4 separate regions of the Mus musculus genome follow, and all the other regions are linked to region 2. The links are chromatin contacts, called in public HiChIP or PLAC-seq and promoter capture Hi-C maps. All regions are on one chromosome and are shown on one strand. Each heading gives the region's core, a stretch centred on a gene start, on an enhancer-like site or on the middle of the called end of the contact. The rest is flanking DNA. Distances are from core to core; before and after follow the strand shown. Region 1 holds the start of Mc3r (melanocortin 3 receptor). Region 2 holds the start of Dok5 (docking protein 5). Region 3 has its middle 27 kb from the start of Mc3r. Region 4 holds the start of Cass4 (Cas scaffolding protein family member 4).

Region 1 (3,198 bases), core at 480-2,979, 1.5 Mb before region 2:
GGAGGTGGCCGCTGTGAGCCAGGATGCTTGCCGGAAGTCTAAGCACTCTTTCTGCTCACGAGAGCCCTCCGGTCTGGTTGGCTTGAAGCACAGTTACTGGTACAAAGCCAATAAGCAGGCAGGGGCCACAAACCCTGGGTGCCTAGCAATGAACACAGATGACACTCAGGGCTGCTTTGCCTGATTCTTCCAGGCTATGTGCTAGATCAAACTGACTTACCCACACACAGATCCTCACAGACAGCCCATCCTACGCCGTGTCCCGTCTGCAAAGGGCCACGAGCTTACAGACGAAGCCAAGCACAGTTCCAGCTCCTAACACCCTTTTACGTCCCGTCTGAGCGTTGTTTTTGTCTCTTGGCTGGATGTGGAACACCTCCACGGGCATCCTAGCCCAAGTTCATGCTGTTGCAGCCGCAGAGAATCTCCTTGAACGTGTTGCGCAGCTCCAGGCTGCGGAAGGCGTAGATGAGGGGGTCGATGACGGAGTTGCACATGATGAGAACCAGGTAGGTGTTGAAATGGGCCGTGTAGCAGATGCAGTAGGGATTGGTGGGGCAGGTGATGATGAGGACCAGGTGGAGGAAGAAAGGCGCCCAGCAGAAGATGAAAACACCCAGCAGGATAGTGATGGTGACAGCCCCCTTCATGCAGGAGTGCTGCTGTGGGGCCACCACGCCAGCAGGGGGCAGCACTGCGATGCGCTGGACGTGGAGCCTGGCGAAGAGGAACATGTGGATATATAGGGTGCCCATGAGGAGCACCATGGCGAAGAACATGGTGATGAGACACACGATGACCATCTTGCTCTCGGAGTAGATGATGAACATCACGCCGCAGATGCCGCAGCAGACCCAGATGACCCCGATCAAGGTGAGGGCTTTCCTCACTGTCATGATGCTGTGGTACCGAAGGGCATAGAAGATGGTGACGTACCTGTCGATGGCAATGGCCAGGAGGTTGCAGATGGAGGCCACCAGGGAGATGCAAATCATAGAGTCGAAGATATTATCCATGTGCTGGATAAACTGGTCCTCCAAGGTCAGGGAGTCGCTGTTGATCACGGCGATCATGATGGTCTCCAGGGAGTTGGACAGGCTCACCAGCATGTCGGCTGCAGCCAGGCTGCACAGGAAGAAGTACATGGGAGAGTGCAGGTTGCCATTCCTGACCACAGCCAGGATCACCAGGATGTTTTCCATCAGACTGACGATGCCCAGAGCCAGGAAGACCTCCGGCTTGATGAAGACCTGCTCACAGAACCCACTGCCGCTCCGGTTGCTGGCAGGAGGGGCTGCAGGGTGCTCAGAGAGGTTAGGCAGCATCGGAGAAACAGAAGACAGGCAGCAGGAAGAGTTCATGGTTAACAGCAGGTCCAGTCCCAGCTGCGGCTCCTGCAGGGTCCTGAGCAAGCTGCTGGGGAAAATTCTCCTTCTAGGTGCTTCTCTTGTGGATGCTGTCCAGTCTAGACTTTAGTTTCTCCAGAGAGGGAGAGATAGATAGATAGATAGATAGATAGATAGATAGAGAGGGAGTGGGGCTTGGAGACATAGAAAGAACTTTCCTTTGCGGTCTCCAGCAATCAGTGCAGAGTCTGATCAGCCTGCCTCATCCCCTCTAGCTCTGACCCTCTCTCTCCAGTCTTCTCTCATCCCCACCCGACACCCGTTGCTACAGTTACAGCTCTACTTCTAGCGAGCCAGGGGTTGTGGGACTTGACGCTAGATGTGAGAAGAGAGAGCACTCGGGTTTTATGCATCGGAACTCCTACTTCATCTCCAGTGCAGCAAAATGACCACTGAGCAGCTGGCACTGTCTGACTGACAGCAGGTCGGGGCTCCGGGTTCCACCGGGGAGATGAGGAAGCAGATTGGCGCCCCCTGCAGTCCGGACTGCTCACCTGCGCTCGTGTAGGAGTAGTTCGGACCTGCCCGGTAAAGAGAGATCAGCATTCATTCTGCTGCTGGCCGTTTGTGGGTTGGTATGGGTCAGGTCTGCACTGGGTGTAAGAAATACAGAAGGAAACAAGAGAAGCGCTGGCCCAGCCCTTCCCCCGACCCCCGCCACCGCCAACCAGCGTCTAGGATGGAGGAAGAGAAATCAGAGAATTGTGCTCACACATTGACAATATTGCAGCTGTCACCCAGGAACTCCATAGAGAAGCAAGTAACACAGTCACGAGAATTACACCAATTTTTGTTTATTTCCAAGAACACATAAAAATGAAACCTGCACTAATAGTTCATTAAACGTGCAATTTAATAAGTCTAAGACACAATATGCATGCCTTCATTTAAAAATAGTTTATTATTAAAGTATGTCAACTGCTCCTGGCCCTTCGGGGAGTCTCAACCTTTTTTGCTATGGGAGGAGAGTGTTTGGCTCCAATGTTGATGGCTCTTGATTGGTCAGGGCATGATTTCTGGAGGCTGAGGTGGTCATTGCTACTTTCTAAATTACATCAGCATCTGGACCTGGTAGAGATGTAGGCTGGTCTGAGCAGAAGTTTCCTGTTTGTGTCAAGTTGGGATGTGACAGATTCATGGCCAAACTATCTTGGGCTATTTTATTTTCTGCAGACAGGGTATCACCTATGCCAGGCTGGCTTTGAACTCACTATGAAGCCAAGGATAAGGTTAAACTTCTGATCCTCCTGCCTTTGTGTGCCGACTGCAGGGATTGCAGGCACATCACCCCGCCTGGCTTCTGAGGTGCTGGGGATTGAACCCAAGGCTACATGCATGCTAGGTAGGCACTCTACCAACCGAGCCACATCTCCCAGCTATCTTTGGCTATATTTAGACCATATAATAGCCATCCTGTGTGTGATGTAATATTATATTGTGGGTATCACCTACTACGGGAGACCTTTGGGAATGTAATAAATTTGCAGATCACCAATTCCCACCCACCCCACCTCACGACACAGCATCAGAAACCCAGAGCAAGAAGTCCCCAGCTTTGCTGTAACCTGCCTACATGCTATGCCCACTAATATACTTGAAAGATACCATGATTTATTACTTTCTTTTGTTTTGTATTTATAAAACCACATGAAAACATTCCCATACTGCAACCTGATTTGGAGATGAGCTGAAGCCATATATATGTACCAGGCGTAGCCACTCATACTTGCTTCCAAAATAAACAACCTCTGGCTCCCTTTGAGGTGGGAGCTGTGCTTTCTTCTGACTTCAA
Region 2 (3,265 bases), core at 664-3,163:
ATAAAAAAGTGTGACACTCAGGATTTCTTTCTAGTCACATGGAAGTCACTGGGTTGAGGACCCTGGGGAGAATCAAAGAAACTATAGCGAATCCAGGAAAGTTGGTTAGTTTTGATACGTTCTCCTTCTCTGTGTTTACAACAGTCACAGACAAGAGAACTTGACTGTTCAAACATAGTAACCAGCCGCAGGGAGATAGCAAAGAGAGAAATAGGCCAAAGGAAGCAAGCAAGAGTTTTATAACAATCCAGGCTGTTTCTCCCCAGCAGACATCCCTCTCTAGCGACAGTTACTACTGAGAAATTTCTTTTATTCCCAGTCAAATTAAAGGCACATTTAGAAGAAGAAGAAGAAGAAGAAGAAGAAGAAGAAGAAGAAGAAGAAGAAGAAGAAGAAGAAGAAGAAGAAGAAGAAGAAGAAGAAGAAGAAGCCGCCGCCAGAGACCATATAAAAGACTGGTAGCAGATACAATGTATTTGTGGACAAAAATACTCATTGGATCACTCAGCCTAATGGAGACATTGACATTCTCACCAACACTAGCTTTCCTTGCTAAGTAAACTTACATCTCAGCTCTGCCTCACCACCACCACCCCCACCCCCGCCCCCGCCCCCAGCCTCTGACAAACACAAACCAACAAAAACAGCCAAGGTATTAGACACATGGCAAGAAGAAGTGGGGTGGGCTGAAATACACACACACACATTCATATTCATATATATGTATACATATATTCATATACATATATGTGCATACATACTCCAATGTCCACCCCTCCCTAAAGACTGTACTGTCTCTTAAAACCCAAAGAAAGGCAGGATGGTTCTCTCCTGAAGTGCCCCCAACAAGAGAAAAGCAAACAGCCTTAAGATGGGAGCCATTGGGATTCATTCATTCTTTCAGCTCATATTCCAGGAGCTTTACGCAGGCACCATGCTCCACAAGAAATGTGGATCTGATCGCCCAGTCGGACTCAGAAGGTGGAGTCTAAAAAACAGAAACCCACTGCCCAGGCTCAAGAGTAAGGAAGTTCCGATCTGGGGTTCTACCAGGGAGTTGGCCCTGCCTGAGGCCAGCTCTCTCCTCCTCTGCCAACACCTGAGCCGCAGAGCAGAGTCCCTGGGGCCAGATAGTCACTGACCTTGATCCCCACTCAGAATATCTGCCCTGTGTCCTGGCCTCCATCCATCCCCTGGAAAAGTTAAGTTGGCGCGAGTGGGATGCCGGCCGGGGACATCCGGCAGGCTCAGCACCATGCCATGCTTTCCAGATTCAGCACCCATGGCTACCGGGAAATATTTATTCCGAGTCAATGGGCTCCAGTAGCCACCGCCAGAAAGTCAAGCCATCCGAGAGATAAAGATAGCTCCATGACATACTGGATGCTGGCGTTAGCGCCGCAGCCGCGGTAGCCTGGGATGTGGGCTGCGAGAGCCACCAAGCAAATCTCCAGCGCCAGGAACCGGGATGCTGGCCGCAGACACAGACCCTGAAGTCGTGAACAAGGATCACAGAAAGGATGATACGTACCCCTAGGCGTCTGCTCCGGATCCTCACGTACCCCTGCTTCACTATGTCATTAAAATTGGAAGCCATCCCAGACAGACAGTGACCCTGCTGCCCCCAGCGTGCGCTCGGCACCCTGAGTGGCTTCGAGGAGGGATGTGGGGAGGAGGGTCAGGACAGAGACTGAGGGAGTGAAAGTTAACAAGGTGATGCGGTGAAACCAGGCGTCAGAAGGCGCACATCGCTTCCCCTGTCTCCCCAAAGCCTGAAAGTGGGCGGCCCGCCGGCGCCCAGCAGCCACTTTGGGGGAGAGCGGCGGGGAGGCGAGACTGGAGCGCGGCGTCAGCTGACTGGGCGGCAGCCTGCCAGGAGGAGGAGCCGCTCCAGCTCCCAGGAGGAGGAGAAGGACCAGAACAGAGGAGCAAAGAGAGGAAGGAGGAAGCAGAGATGGCCCAGAAGGAGGAGCGCACGGATCCCCTCCCCCGGCCTCCGCCCACCTGGCCCCCAGCCGCCCTGATCCCACCTCCTCTCCCCAGGGGCGGCTGCGCGTCCCTGCGCATAGCAGACATCCACGAAGCTCCAGCTCCTGCCTGTCGTTTAGAGAGAAGGACATCGGACTCTTTTTTTTTAAAAAAAACAGCTGTGTGTGCCCCAACCCATCCCTTCAGCCCCATCATTTTCACATAAGAGCTAATTAAGGGTGTGTCTGTGTCGAGGGAGACTGAGCTGTGTGGTTTACTTGTGACCTCTACATATAAAGGGAAAGCCATCTCCATCCCCATGGCTTATGCTCAGCTCTTCCATGAGGACTCCCTGCTGTGAAGCTCGAGGCTTGTATCATTGTCCCTTTTCTGGTTTGAGCCTGTCTTCCCAGTAAGACTGTAAGTTTCTCCGGAGCTGATTCTTGGTCTGTCACTGCTTTGTCCTCAACCACCACCACCCCCAACCCCCGCTCTATATAGATGATCAATAAATCTCAGGACTTTGTCAGTAGCAACTTGTACCGGGCATCCTTTGTACGCATTGACTTTGTTCAGCTCCCCTGCGCCCATAGAGGTGTGGCCTCTTTGTGTAATTACCAGGTTCCCACGTAAACCTTCATAACCTGACAAGATAGCCGCCCCTGGCAAACATTGTGCTCCGCCTTCCTTTAGCAAACTTAAGTTGATCACCGCTGATACTCTCTTAACATCGTCTTTCCCGGCTTTGCTACGGGAAGAGTGATGGTGATTTTAGCATCTAGGTTTTACAGAATCCGAAGCTGAGAAGAGGCAGTCCCTGGGGACTTGCCCACCATCCCACAGCTGGCCAGCACAGGGCCAGGACAACGGGATGAGGCTGCTGAAGGGACGATGTTGGGCTGACGTCATAAGCACAAGGTTGCTTCTTGATCTCCAACGTAGGTCTTGGTCTCCCTTTACTCAACAGCTAGACCATTCTTGGTCACCAGAGGTGACCTCAGTCAGAGCTAATGAGCTGGGCGACCTTCAGTGAGAGTCACAGAGGACGAGTCATCTATTTCACAGGTCCTGAGATCTGATGACATTGAGTTCCCCTCATCTCTAATATCATACAGGACTTCCTTTGTCTGTGGGAACTCTCACTTTAGTCATCCTGGCTTGATGGGTATTAGTCAGTCAAAGAAGAGAAATCACCCAAGAATGTGTCATAGAATTGAGGCTAAATTGGGACAACCAGAAAACAGAGGTGCCCATGAGGAGAACTCTTTGCTATATTGTAAACCATCTGCTCTGTCTT
Region 3 (3,244 bases), core at 360-2,859, 1.5 Mb before region 2:
GAGAGGAATGCCAGCTAGGCTTGTCAACTTGATACAACCTAGGAACAGCACAACCTGGGCTTCAGGCCTTGGTGAGGGACCGTCTATATCAGGCTGGCCTGTGTGTGGGCTCTTGTCCTGAATGCCTAGATGTGGAGAGACCGCACTAAATGCAGACAGTCCCATTGGTAGCAGCCCAGGTAAAGTGCAAGAGAGGAGAAACTTGATTTTTCAGTGGTCACAGGCTTTAGACTCCCTAGGGCGTTCATCTACCCTGTTGCCCTCATTACTTTTCCCTTCCCAGATATTAGAACCAGCTGCTTCAGGCTTTCAACAGGGGCCAAAGCCCAGCAGCAATCTGGGAACTCTCCAGCCCTTTGGTGCCAAATTGGTACCAGTAAGGCACTCAGCCTTCGGAACTGAGCAACTGCCAGGTTTTCGGCCCCTCTGATGAAGGCCATCATTGTTGGTGACTGTATGGACCACCCAGACCATCTCGTTCGAGCCAACCTAATCCCCTTTAATATATGCTCATATTGTCCTGTTCCCATCTACACTGACACAGGGTTGTTGAATGAGCGCTAGTGGGCACAGGTCCTCATGCTGTTTCTGCGTGGTGATGTCTGATTAGGGTCACCCAGGCTTCCTCTTCCCTGCTCTCTGAGAGCGTATTTCCTCTGAGCATCTCTCCTGTCAGCAGATGGAGCTGGCTTTTTTTTTTCCCTCTGTTGACCAGTGACAGTTCGTGTGTGAGGTAGGACATGGAGGATGCTGTCTTCACTTGGATAGGGTCCCTGTCATGTCCCCACACTTGTGGTATGGCTCTGGGTTTTGGTTCTTGAGTCTGGATCTTTTGGTTCTTGTTTGAAGCAAGGACAAAGGAACAGCGAATGCCCACCTGTGACTGGTCAGGAGAACAGTAAATGTCCTCCTGTGATTGGCCAAGATCCCTGAGAAGGCTCCGGAGCAGGGGGAGGGGACACGGGAACAGCGAATGCCCCCTGCTTGGAGACCGATATTCACAAGAGCTGCTTTTCCGTGCCCTTCACCAGCACAATTTTAAAGAAGTCAGGGAAAGGATTCCAATTTGGTCCTGGTATGGAGACCCCTCTCCCCCCATCCCCCACTTGCAAAGATCTGCCTTCAGATGAATAACTTCTCTACTGTCACCAAGGCGATTTGAATACCAATGGGGACTCTGAAGCCCACCTCTCAGCTGGTACCTGGTCTACTCTGTCCCTACTCTGCCAGGTAACAACTGAGCTTTCTGCCTGCTGCTGTCAGGCAAATGCCCTTGAGAAGTCCAGTTCCTCAGGCCCTAGGACTCCCTGTCCAGTGCTCACCAGTGCACTGCGGGTTTGGGCCCTTGCTTGCCGACTGAATTCTACCATGGCTGTACTTCCTACCTCAGTGGAACTGTGCAGACTGGATCGAGAGAATAGTAAATTGCAGCTTCTAGGACGCTCCTTGGAGACTGCAATTTGTTTTACTTAGCTGATTTCAAACATTTCACCAAATTTTATTCTGTGCCTTGGGATGCACGTATGGAAATAAATACACAGCAAACTTTTCTCTGGTTGAAGGGAAAGCAGATGTGCGTGGAAAGTAATAGAAAGTCAGAGTTCTAGGATCATACGGACCCTGAGCAGCCCAACTTCGCTAACGCCACACGAGAGGATTTGGCGCCACCTTCCGGCCAGACTGCGCATCGCAGCTCTGGGAAATTCTCTTGGGAGAGGATTTTGCTAGGAGCTTAAACAAACCAAGGCTTAAATGTGTTTAAACTATGTAGGCAAGCTTCTTAACTGTCTTAGTCAGGGTTTCTACTCCTGCACAAACATCACGACCAAAGAGCAAGTTGGGGAGGAAAGGGTTTATTCTGCTTACACTTCCACATTGCTGCTCATCACCAAGGAAGTCAGGACTGGAACTCAAGCAGGTCAGGAAGCAGGAGCTGATGCAGAGGCCATGGAGGGATGTTCCTTACTGGCTTGCTTCCCCTGGCTTGCTCAGTTTGCATTCTTATAGAACCCAAGACTGCCATCCAGGGATGGCACCACCCACAATTGGCCCTCCCATCCTTGATCACTAACAGAGAAAATGCCTTATAGCTGGATCTCATGGAGGTATTTCCTCAAGGGAGGCTCTTTTCGATAACTCCAGCTTGTGCCAAGTTGACACACGAAACCAGACAATACATTAACTAACAAGATATTTTGTCAGAGATAGGGTGGGGTGGGGTCACCTACCTCAAGATGCACTTTCTGCCACTAGAGGTGGACTGAGTCTTTTCCCAACAGAGTGGTGCTGCCTGGGTCTCTAAAATCTTCCTACAAACCAAACCACCCCAAAATACACCAAAGCCAAAACAAGAAGGTGTTTATTGACCCCCACCCCAGCAGTAGTGATGTGCCTCCTTTTCTATATTCTAATGGGGTCACTTCCAGGGTTACAGACTGAAATCCAGGAGCAGGCAGATGGGGGTTAATGACTGACGTGAGGAATCTGGAAGGAAGTTGTCTGCTCTCAGGTAATGGCAGAGGCAGAGAAGGTGCAGGGGGGAGGAGAGGGGTTCAAGGTGGAAGGGGGTTGGGGGGGGGCGTTCTGACTGTAAACAAGAACATCCATGAATTTCTAAGAGGATTCGTGAGAGTTGGCATAGATTATTGCCCCACACCAAAAGGAAAACACAAAACAAACAAACAAAAGCGACAACCACTCGAATCTCCTGTAACCCTCCCAGACCTCCTCCTTTCATCTTTCCAGTGTAAATATCAAATATAAATAGAAACACACCCCACTCAAAGCCTAGGGGAAAATTAACTGGTGGGTGGGGTGGTAGAGGCTTATGGGAAAAGCTGAAAGCCGTGTACTGGTGTGCAGGCTGCATAACGCCCACCAACAGGAAGTGCCTGCCCAGAAGTGTACTTAAGATGATTTTTTAAAAAAATATTTATTTATTTTATTTATATGAGTACACTGTAGCTGTCTTCAGACACACCAGAAGAGGGCATCAGATCCCATTACAGATGGTTGTGAACCACCGTGTGGTTGCTGGGAATTGAACTCAGGACCTTTGGCAGAGCAGCCAAGGCTCTTAACTGCTGAGCCATCTCTCCAGCCCTTAAGACGATTTTTAAGACTATTTTTTTCTTTCTGGGAAATGGATGGAAAATGGATACCTTCAGAAAAGGCAGTTTTACTAATTTATACAAACATGCCCGGAAAGTAGCGGCCAGTGAAAGAAAGTTGAAATTCAAGACCT
Region 4 (3,011 bases), core at 29-2,528, 1.7 Mb before region 2:
CAGAAAAGCAACGACTGTGAGCTTCACTTTCCTTGTGATCTCTCCTCCTTCTCCCCAAGCCCCCGCATACAGTATGGGTGTGTGAAACCCAAAAGTTGATGTCACAATGTCCTTCTCCATCACCCACCCACTTTATTTGTGTGTGTGTGTGTGTGTGTGTGTGTGTGTGTGTGTGTGTGTGTGTGTGGAGTTGGAGTTGCTTGTCTTAGGGATGCTGGCCAGAGAACTACAGGGACCTTGCTGTCACCTCCTTGCCGTCTCTGGGGTTACAGGTACACGCTTTCATGCCTGTTTTTTTTGTTTGTTTTTGTTTTTTGTTTTTTGTTTTTTTATGTGGGTACTGGGTACTGAATTCAGGTCCTTATGCCTGTATTGCAAGTACCATCGTCACATCTCAGGCTCCAGTGCCCTTCTTGGGTTAGCAGTGTGCCATGCTATACATATGCTATAGGACCGTCTCTTGGTTCCTGGCCCAGACTTGCAGTTTGTACCAGAGTTCCAGTCCCCAGCGCCCAAAGGAACACGAAGGCAGTTCATGGGTGTCCTTATTGGAGTTAGCAAGAGTAGAGCCAAGGTCTAAGCTCTCTCTATTCAAGAGAAGTGAGTGCCCCAAGCCAGTCAGAATCCTTGAGAGCCACACTAAGCACCTTCAGGATGCAGAGAAAGAGAGAATGTTTAAGAAGTTTGCTGAGTGGTGAAGAGACACACAGTGGGGGCTTGGGCTGTCTGCCTCCTGCCGATTTCACCCCATCATTTCCAGTCATCTTGAAACCAACAACTGGTAAAGAGCAAAGCTTTCTCATTCCAAACCTGCCTGCCACTAATAACCTACCCTTCGTGTTCATTAGAGACCCAAAGATAAAAACAGTTGAGTCAACTGTTGCTCTCATGCACTCAGCCCCAATCAGTCACTCACCTTGGGCGCACCCTCTCTGATGCTGGTGCCTCTCATGGCTGTGATGTGAGCAGGGTCCTCGGAGTTCTGCCGCTGATATATCTGGTTCCAGGGACCAATGATGCAATATCACTGCATGCTGCTGGCTGGTTCCCAGGAGCTGGATTCTATGGAACTGTTTGCCAACACATGGAAACAGTCGAGATGATTCTTTCAAGTAAAGAGAGTCAAATGAAAGGAACGGGGGAGGCGGGGCCAGAGCTTCAGGCCACACCCACGCCTCCATGCCTGCTGTCCCACTTCATGGTAAGTGGAGGCTGACACTCCTTTGCTGTGTGAAACCACAAAAGAAGAAGAAGGAGAAAAAAAAAAAAAAAAAAAAACCCACCCTTCTGCTTTACAAGGTGAAGTTCCTACTTTGAGCAGCCCAGCGTAGGATCACACCGCATTCTTGTCCCTTGAAGACTAATGGAACAATTCCCACCCAGCGAGGCAACACATTTCCATGATGAAGCAAAGCTGCTGGACTTCCGCTGAGGGTCAGCATGTCTTCCTTCCTGTCCCCTGCGGTGTGACAGCTGGGGTAACAGGAGTAAACTGCCCTGCTCTGAACCCCACGTTTTCTACACCTTCACTCCAATTCTCCGTGGTTATATTTTAGCGGGCGCTGCTGAGAGCACCAGATACTGCCCCACACTTGGCTCTTTGTGTCAAGCGAGTGCTCTGAACTCATGAAGTGGAGTCCTCACGACTTCCCAAGTTTAAAGTTTCCCTCAACTCAGACCCAATATCCAGAGAGGAGCCACGGAGTACAAAAAAAAAAAAACCAAAAAACAAACAAAACCAAAACCAAAAACAAACAAACAAACAAACAACCCCAAAAAAACCAAACAAACAAATAAGAAAACAAAACAAAAACCCAAAACTAGCTTAGGCTTCATTTCATTTCAGCATAAGGGTCCCCTCTTCTAAGCAGCTCCTCCCAGCTCCCCTGGGATTCGATCTGTAGACCAGGCTGGCCTTAAACTCACCAAGACCCACCTATTTTTGCCTCCCAGGTGTGAGATTTAAAAAGCATGCCATAGCCAGACCACGGTGGCACTCTCCTTTGATACCAGCACTCCCAGAAAGCAGAGGCTGGCTAATCTCAGTGAGTTTAATGATAGCCTGACTTACAAAGTAAGTTTGGGGCCAGCCCCGAACTCAAAGTGGAAAAAAAAAGTAAATTTAAAAAAATTGAACCAGTGAGATGGTTCAGTGGGTGAAGCTGTCAGCTGCTAAGCTGAAAACTTGTTGGAGTTATTGGAATTACACGGTGGGAGAAGAGGACTCCTGCAAGCTGTCTTTCTGACCTCTGCATGCATACTGCCACTCGTGTGCATACTTCCCTCCCCAGATAAAATAAATGCAATCAAAACAAGCAAACAGATAGAATGCTGTCTCTATTTTAAATGGTCTTTAAGGAACCAGTGATCAGCAATCTGCAGGCGACAGTAGCGAAAGGGGGTGACAATGACTAGACAGGATGAACAGGCTCTAGACAAATGTAGAACCGGGCATGCTCCCACCCCCACATCTACAGTGCTGAGACAGGAGAACAGCTGCGACTTTAAGGCTGTTCTGGGCCACCTCAGAGTTCTAGGCCAGTCTGGACTACGGTGTGAATCTGTCTTAGCAAATAGAAGTAGCTGTCAGCCACATGCTCCCTGCCAAAGTCCACAGGGAAGAAGTAGTAATTTCCAGAAGGCTTTTCACAAGAGAGACACATTCTGAAAAGGGTGGGGTGCGTCAGATCAGAGGCAGTGCGAGCTCCATTTTAGGAAACGCTGTAGCTGCAGAGAGGAGTTGTGAATCATAAGAGCTTCAGCCCACTGCTCTGCACAGGGACAGATCAGAAGGCGTGCTCTCGCTCACCGAGCCAGGCATCCCTGGTAGCAGGCCACTCTCCATCAGTCATCCAGTTTTTAAAAAAACGTGTGTGGTGTTTTGCCCATATGTCTGTAAATGTGCAGGCAATGTCCACAGATGCCTGACGAAGGCGTCAGAGTCTCTGGAACTGCAGTTACAGACGGTGTTGAGCATCTTTTCAGCTGCTATGCCACTGACCTTAAGTCCA

Evidence for each region. Promoter capture Hi-C pulls out the DNA fragments that hold promoters and counts their contacts. HiChIP or PLAC-seq counts read pairs in DNA pulled down with a chosen protein or histone mark.
Region 1: an H3K4me3 HiChIP or PLAC-seq map of embryonic forebrain shows a contact between it and region 2, with 8 times the contacts expected there. The contact joins the promoter of Mc3r here to the promoter of Dok5 in region 2. A contact is called at or near these places in 4 of 39 promoter capture datasets (cranial neural crest, embryonic stem cells, liver and 1 more), 2 of 115 datasets of contacts at active chromatin or transcription factors (embryonic forebrain and forebrain) and 1 of 9 other capture datasets (embryonic stem cells).
Region 3: an H3K4me3 HiChIP or PLAC-seq map of neural tube shows a contact between it and region 2, with 8 times the contacts expected there. The contact joins the enhancer-like site here to the promoter of Dok5 in region 2. A contact is called at or near these places in 2 of 39 promoter capture datasets (embryonic stem cells and hippocampal neurons), 3 of 484 Hi-C or Micro-C datasets (cortical neurons, frontal cortex and nephron progenitors) and 3 of 115 datasets of contacts at active chromatin or transcription factors (embryonic forebrain, forebrain and neural tube).
Region 4: a contact with region 2 is called in a promoter capture Hi-C map of embryonic stem cells, with 6 times the contacts expected there. The contact joins the promoter of Cass4 here to the promoter of Dok5 in region 2. A contact is called at or near these places in 4 of 39 promoter capture datasets (cranial neural crest, embryonic stem cells and hippocampal neurons).

Annotation. Positions count from the first base shown.
Region 1 is chr2:172,247,023-172,250,220 of GRCm38.p6, reverse strand. It overlaps Mc3r (melanocortin 3 receptor), which reads right to left and starts at 1,729. Exons shown (of 1, transcript NM_008561.3): 1 at 1-1,729. The coding sequence starts at 1,361. The coding sequence ends at 390.
Region 2 is chr2:170,730,455-170,733,719 of GRCm38.p6, reverse strand. Dok5 (docking protein 5) reads right to left here and starts at 1,913. Exons shown (of 8, transcript NM_029761.4): 1 at 1,532-1,913. The coding sequence starts at 1,597.
Region 3 is chr2:172,220,281-172,223,524 of GRCm38.p6, reverse strand. No RefSeq gene overlaps it. Among named protein-coding and RNA genes, the nearest start is that of Mc3r, 27 kb to the left of the region's middle. Within about 2 kb of position 1,609, at least 1 of the 459 cell types and tissues checked has an H3K27ac peak or open chromatin away from gene starts, as enhancers often do. A contact at or near this core is called in neural tube, where this site is marked.
Region 4 is chr2:172,391,911-172,394,921 of GRCm38.p6, reverse strand. Cass4 (Cas scaffolding protein family member 4) reads right to left here and starts at 1,278. Exons shown (of 7, transcript NM_001080820.3): 1 at 917-1,278. The coding sequence starts at 952.